Linked DNA regions of Oryctolagus cuniculus: region 1 is linked to region 2. A link is a contact called in public Hi-C data. All regions are on one chromosome and are shown on one strand. The core of a region is the stretch at or near the end of the contact, and the rest is flanking DNA. Distances in the headings are between cores, read along the strand shown.

The links. A called contact is a pair of places that touch in the nucleus more often than the background predicts.
Region 1: a Hi-C map of embryonic fibroblasts shows a contact between it and region 2, with 2.7 times the contacts expected there. The contact joins the promoter of AOX1 here to the enhancer-like site in region 2. A contact is called at or near these places in 3 of 6 Hi-C or Micro-C datasets (ear pinna, embryonic fibroblasts and skin fibroblasts).

Annotation. Positions count from the first base shown.
Region 1 is chr3:39,547,517-39,551,004 of mOryCun1.1, reverse strand. It overlaps AOX1 (aldehyde oxidase 1), which reads left to right and starts at 2,199. Exons shown (of 35, transcript NM_001081990.1): 1 at 2,199-2,349. The coding sequence starts at 2,305. It overlaps LOC127485683 (a long non-coding RNA gene), which reads right to left and starts at 3,317. Exons shown (of 2, transcript XR_007912611.2): 1 at 2,718-3,317; 2 at 1,409-2,589.
Region 2 is chr3:39,444,278-39,447,676 of mOryCun1.1, reverse strand. AOX3 (aldehyde oxidase 3) reads left to right here. Exons shown (of 35, transcript NM_001308460.1): 9 at 1,175-1,319; 10 at 1,757-1,849. Among named protein-coding and RNA genes, the nearest start is that of AOX3, 24 kb to the left of the region's middle. Within about 2 kb of position 1,361, at least 1 of the 8 cell types and tissues checked has an H3K27ac peak or open chromatin away from gene starts, as enhancers often do. A contact at or near this core is called in ear pinna, where this site is marked.

The sequences.
Region 1 (3,488 bases), core at 950-3,449, 100 kb before region 2:
AGAGCCAAAGCCAGGAGCCAGGAGCTTCATCTGGGACCCCAATATGGGTTCAGGGTCCCAAGAACTTGGGCCATCTTCCGCTGCTTTTCCCAGGTCAGTAGCAGGGAGCTGGATTGGAAGTGGAGCAGCCGGGACACGAACCGGCATCACAGATGGCAGCTTTACCTGTTATGCCACAGTGCTGGCCCTGAAAATGTGACTTCTTTCTATAGAACAACTGACTTGATTTCTTCTTGGACACGTTCACAGTACTGGAAAGGGGAAGTAGGTGAGGAGATTGTTCTGGCTGTAAAGAGACCACAAGCATAAACCTTGACTAGCCCTTGTTTGAGTCAAACAGATAAAAACCAAGTGTAAAACATGACACCGTTAGACACTTGGAAGTGCCATGGAGTCTGAGAGAAATGTGTGTATATTAAAGTATTTAGGAATAAAATGTGTCTGGGTTTGGTTTTAAAACACTCCAAAAGAAATAAGGGAGTATGGCAACATGCTGACCATCATTACGTCTCAGCCAGGAGTTTGGGTTATCATTATCATTACCATTATTATTACGTTTTCTCTTAAGGAGAACTTTTGGAAATTGTCTATGAAAATGAAATGACACGGAAAAATGTTCTAAATGTGCTATGTGAAAAGGAACCCAGAAAATAACTAGTTTGAGTTCATTTGAGTTAAAGGTTTTAAAATTTTATTTATTTTAAAGATTTTTTTTTAATTTTATTTTATTTTTATTTTTATTTTTTGGACAGGTAGAGTGGACAGTGAGAGAGAGAGAGAGAGACAGAGAGAAAGGTCTTCCTTTGCCGTTGGTTCACCCTCCAATGGCCGCTGCGGCCGGCGCGCTGCGGCCGGTGCATCGCGCTGATCCGAAGCCAGGAACCAGGTGCTTTTCCTGGTCTCCCATGTGGGTGCAGGGCCCAAGCACTTGAGCCATCCTCCACTGCACTCCCGGGCCATAGCAGAGAGCTGGCCTGGAAGAGGGGCAACCGGGACAGAATCCGGCGCCCTGACCGGGACTAGAACCCGGTGTGCCGGCGCCACTAGGCGGAAGATTAGCCTATTGAGCCACGGCGCCGGCCATTATTTATTTATTTGAAAGTCAGAGTTACAGAGAGAGAGGAGAGGTAGAGAGAGAGAGAGAGAGAGAGAGAGAGAGAGATCTTCCACCCAATGGCTCACTCCCCAATTGGCCGGAGCTGCGCCAAGCACCTGGGTCTGGAACTGGCGCCCATGAGGGATGCCGGTGCTTCAGGCCAGGGCGTTAACCCACTGCATCACAGCGCCGGCCCCTACTCCAAATTTTAAAAACGGAAAGATACTACCAAAAAGTTGGCAGTGATAAATTCTAAGTTGTGGACTTACAGGTGATTTGTATTTTTATGCTTTTCAGAATTTCCCAAAATGCTTTACATCACTCTTTGAAAATATTTTATTTATTTATTTATTTAAAGGCAGAGTTACAGAGGGGGGGGGAGAGACAGGGATCTTCCATCTGTTGGTTCACTCCCCAGATGGCCACAACAGCTAGGCCAAGCATAAGCCCGGTCTCCCACGTGGGTGCAGGGGCCCAAGGACTTGGGCCATCTTCTGCTGCTTTCCCAGACCATAGCAGAGAGCTGGATCAGAAGTGGAGCAGCTGGAACTCGAACTGGCGCCCATAGGGAATGCCTGCGACTCAGGACGCAGCTTTACGGGCTATGCCACAGACCCTACATCTCAATATTTACCAGATAAACTTTGTGGTTAATTAGTCATTATCCCATAACTGAATAGCTGTAAGTACTGATAACATCTTTAAAAAATAAAAAGCGATATCACTATGTCAAAATAGCCCCTGATTTTAAAAAACAAGCTTTAAGGATTATTGCTCAACCTGTAAGGCGAAGCCATTGAACCATCCGTCCTGCAAAGCTGGAACAAATGATTGCGTGCAATGAAGCATGCAAGCCCACAGCAGGCACAATGCGGAGGGAGGGACAAATCCCGTCTAAACGAGGTCATAAAACACGAGGGCCACAGCGAGGTCTGGCACGCGAGGTCTGGCACGAGGCCACAGGGCGCGGTGCTGCCTCTGAGCACCGCCCGCCGGGAGGTGACCGGGTCAGGGCCAGGTTCGCCCAACGCCCGCAGCCCCCGGGAGCGCCGCGCTGACGTCGGCGCCGCACGGTTTTATCCCGGCGTCTCCCTCGCCGCCCACTCGCCACGCCGAACCTCGGTGCGGACGCTCGCTGTCCGCTGGACTGCTCCTCGGAACCGCGGTCCCCGCTCTCCGCCGTGCGCCCCGCGCAGCCGTCAGTCACCATGGAGCCGGCGCCCGAGCTGCTCTTCTACGTGAACGGCCGCAAGGTGAGCGCGCCCGCGGGGCTGCCCGCCGCGTGGGCCCGCCGTCGGCCCCTGCCGTTGGCCCCTCGAGAACTTTCGGTCCGTGAGCGTGGGGCGCTAGAGCGCGCGCCAGGCTTCCGTGATGGACAGGACTTTGCCTGCGCCTCCGGGACTGCCCCGGGGTCTTAGGGCCGCCACCTTCCAGATGTTCCCTTTTCCTCTTCTTCCACGACGCACTGGCTGCCTTGCAACGCCACCCTGTCCCTAAACAAGAAAAAACCCCCCAAAAGCCATTTTATCCCTTTTTAAGGCCGGCTGTCCCGAGCCCGCCGTCTCAGAGAACCCCAGCGGATGTCAGGAACGCCCTCCTGCAACAACACCCCGACAGCGACCTGGGTGGATGGAGGGCTGCGTAGCCCCGGGATGTGACCAGAGGCAGCTGTGCCAGCCGCTCCCACGAACAAATTGCAACTTTCCAAAGTCACAGCTTGCTGCTAGCAGAGCTTACCACAGCCAGGCCCTGGGGCGGACCCCTGGCTCTATAGAACCCCCCTCCTCCGGGAGGGGGGCGGCTGCAGGCAGGGCCCTGTGTTCCAGGGGTCCGCGAGGCGCCAGGCTCATCCTTTAAACCCCCGACCCACGGACAGCACGTGGATGGGGGACGCCGCGGCAGGAAGGCTCCGGGGCTTCCTCAGGAACTCGCTACCCAGCAAGGGTGGAGATACCCGTTATCTCCCTGCCCGGCGCTGGTGCCTTCAGAGCCCCCCGCGACCCCCGCTTCTGGCTAAGTTCTGCCTGGTGCCTGCTTGACCCCCGAGGAAGCTAACGCAGGCTTAGGCATCTTGTGAGACCTGCTCTAAGGCTCCCAGACCAATCTCACGCTCGCTCGCTCGTGGTTTTCTGTTATTTTCCTTAAAGAGGCCCTTCCTCCCCGCCCCCACCCCCACCATGGTACATTTCCCCGCCTCACAAAAACTTCCGGTTCCCCTGCTGCCCGGATTCTGCCCTGGGTAACAGGAGCTCATTTTTCCTGCTTTTTGTGATGGGGCCAGGAAGAGCCCCACCCAGGACAGCTGTGAGGGTGGAATAGGAGCGCGAGGTGAAGTGAATAATATTATAGCATTGTTTTCTTAAGTATGACAAAACAGTAAACACAACACTAT
Region 2 (3,399 bases), core at 112-2,611:
TGGCTGCAACGGCAGGAGTTGCGCCGATCTGAAGCCAGGAGCCAAGAGCTTCTTCCGGGTCTCCTACGTGGGTGCAGGGGCCCAAGGACTTGGGCCATCTTCCACTGCTTTCCCAGGCCATAGCAGAGAGCTGGATCGGAAGAGGAGCAGCTGGGACTAGAACCGGTGCCCAAATGGGATCCCAGTGCTTTAGGCCAAGGCGTTAACCCACTGCGCCACGGTGCCAGCCCCATTTCCCACCTTATTTTAAAATTGTTTTATTTTTGACACAGAAAAATTACTCATTTTATGGGATACCATGTGCTGTTTTGATTCAAGTACACTAGTGTAATGTCCACTCAGGGTAGAGAGATCTATCTCCTCAAACACAATCCACCTTGTCACCTGCCACAGCCATTATTTTAGAGAAAAAAATGTAGTCATTCAAGTAACCACTATTCTACTTTTAGATCAGAGAAAAGACCAACTTTAATCTAGTGCTTGAAAACCCGCAATGTTGCTTGGGAAGCAGTAAATGGTTTGTGAGAGGAAGGGCCCCACTGGCTCTAATAAACCCAGCATTTTTTGTTTCCACTGTATTTCCACTGCTCAACAAAACAGCCAGCCTTACTCCATACTTCAGTGAGATCTGAGAACCGAAAGGCTTCTCATATCATCTACTCAAATCCCTAATTTTCAGATATAGCAACCTAGCCTGGAGAGGTTCCAGGGCTTCCCTAAGTCCTCCAGACTACTTAGTGGATAGGCTGGGATTAGAATCTGGCTCCTCCACCTCCAGATGTGGTCAGTGAATTTCCATTCGACAAGCTGGCCTGATAATAAATGGCACACAACCCTCTGTGCAATACAGCTCCCCGTTGGTGTTTTCTTACTATTTGTAACTTAGTCATGATTTCTTCATTTGGAAGTCTGATGTTGTAAATCTCCGTGGGACACAGGATTCTTGTTTGTTTATAAGACTTCATTAAAATCCACTTAGTTCTTTTCAAGCTATAAGAGATGGAAAACAAATCACACAAAAGAGTGGATTTAATTGTAGACAGATGGGAGCGTTGTCCTGCCAGTACCAGCCTTTGTGATCCCTGGTGGGATCCATTGTTCTGTGTGTGAGATGCAATGAAGTCTGTGTATTTTGTCATTGACATCAGCATTAAGTCTGCATTATCTCCTGCAGAGAATGGCAGAAGATCCCCAAAAGAAAGTTCTGACTTTCCACGGGGAGAAGACTACCTGGATTTCCCCAGGAACCCTGGCAGGCCTCCTGGAGCTGAAGATGGAGCACCCCGATGCACCTCTGGTGATGGGGAACACTTCTCTAGGTAGGTAGTGGAGGACCCGGTTCCCTCTTCTCTGTTGAAAATCCCAATTAGTGAAAGTTCTGGAGTCTGCTCAGAAATCCAAACACATACCTGATGATTCAGACTCAACCCCTTGCCTGGTTGATGGCCAACTTGTGACAAGATTAATATCTCTGGTTCCTGAAGAACAGTTTGTCCAGCAGAAGGCGATTAGATTTCTCTGAGGTTACATTTTCCATGCTTTCAGGCATCAGTGACTAGTAAAGCAGCTGTTTCTGTCATAGGGTTCTAGGATGAAGGAATCCACAGATGTTTCACTGCTTGGGTCAGACTCAGTTCAGATGTAGGGGGACTTTGTTTATTAGGCCTATCACAAACACTTCTAAGTCTTAGCATTACTTGCTAAACGAGATCTCAATTGCTTCTCTCCCGCTAACGAGAATTCTTCTATCTTTTAGGGCCTGATATGAAGTTCAAAGGAGTTTCCCCTCCCATTATTATCTCTCCTGCAAGGATTTTGGAATTATTTATTGTGACTAACACAGAAGAAGGTGTGTTCTCATTTACCGTAACACGGTGCTTGTGTTGCAGATGGTTCTGTTAAAGAAAGCTCGGGCTGTTTGACACTAGCCAGATCACAGGGTCATGGGGCTGCGGGAAGACCTCCTTGGCTCTTGTAATGTTGAACCACATCAGCCCTTGGAAAAGACCATGTCCTAGGTTCAGTAAGTCCTGGAGAAGACTGTCCCTCTTGTCTCGAGACTCAAGTCTCTGCGCAGAGCAGGACTTGCCCGATGTTGCTGATTTACCCAGAACCCTTCCAGCTGTCTCTAGCCACCTCAGCTAGTCAAGGAGTGCTCAGCCTGTTTCTTCCCCAGCAGCAGAGGAAAACAGCTAGCACCTTCTCTGCTAAATAGCTCAGGTTTCACCAGGAAGTCTTTTAGTCTCCCTTCTCCAACTCAGCCAAGCCACTGGTGGTGATTGTCCCAAAGCTGCCAAAGACAGGCAGGAATTTTTTTCTTGACAAATTAACACTCAGTTCTTTAGATCCACATTATTTAGAGAAAAATACCAGTGGGGTAAAACCATTTTATTCAACTTAATATTTTAGTTATCATCTTTTGAGATAATTTATTTTAGTTCGCATTATAGTCAAAGGCTTAACACTCCAGTGAGCCAAGAGTTCAACAAATACAAAGTAGAAAGGCCATCATTCAGCAGGGAAGGAGGGAAAGAGGCAAGGACTATAAACCCTAATCAAGGCGGCACCTTGGCTCACTAGGCTAATCCTCCGCCTGTGGTGCCGTCACCCCAGGTTCTAGTCCCAGTCAGAGTGCTGGATTCTGTCCCGGTTGCCCCTCTTCCAGTCCAGCTCTCTGCTGTGGCCCGGGAGGGCAGTGGAAGATGGCCCAAGTGCTTGGGCCCTGCACCCCATGGGAGACCAGGAGAAGCACCTGGCTCCTGGTTTCGGATTGGTGCAGTGCACCAGCCATGGAGGCCATTTGAGGGGTGAACCAACGGAAGGAAGACCTTTCTCTCTGTCTCTCTCTCTCACTGTCTAACTCTGCCTGTCAAAAAACAAAACAAAACAAAAAAACCCTAATCAAATGAAAAGATGCTCAACTGCAATCACATAAAGTCAGTTTTAAAATAGTCACAAAATCATGAAAACTATAGAATACCAGTATAAAATGCCTATCAGTTTGCTTGACAAAGATTTAAAACAAAGTGTGACCATTTTTTAAACACTCATTTGTTTATTAACTTTATAATCCGAGGTTTTTACCATGTGCCAGGCACTGCGCTGTCTGCTGGTAAACTGAGGCTCCGAGAGAAGATTCTTCATGGAGAGCTGGTAGTCCTGTGGAAGAGGAGACATAGACGAAGAGTGACAGGATGTTGATATCTTACAGGCCTACATTCTTTCAGCCTCCTCCACCCTCTCAGGGATGCTTCCAAAATTGGGCTAATTGGGGATTAGCTCTGTTAAAGTGATTTTTAAATTTTAATTACAGAGAGTCTGGGATTTTGAAGGAAGGAAAAGCCAAAAATAAATACCCATTGAAAACACTGCATATTTTGATTTTAAAGCCAGATATAA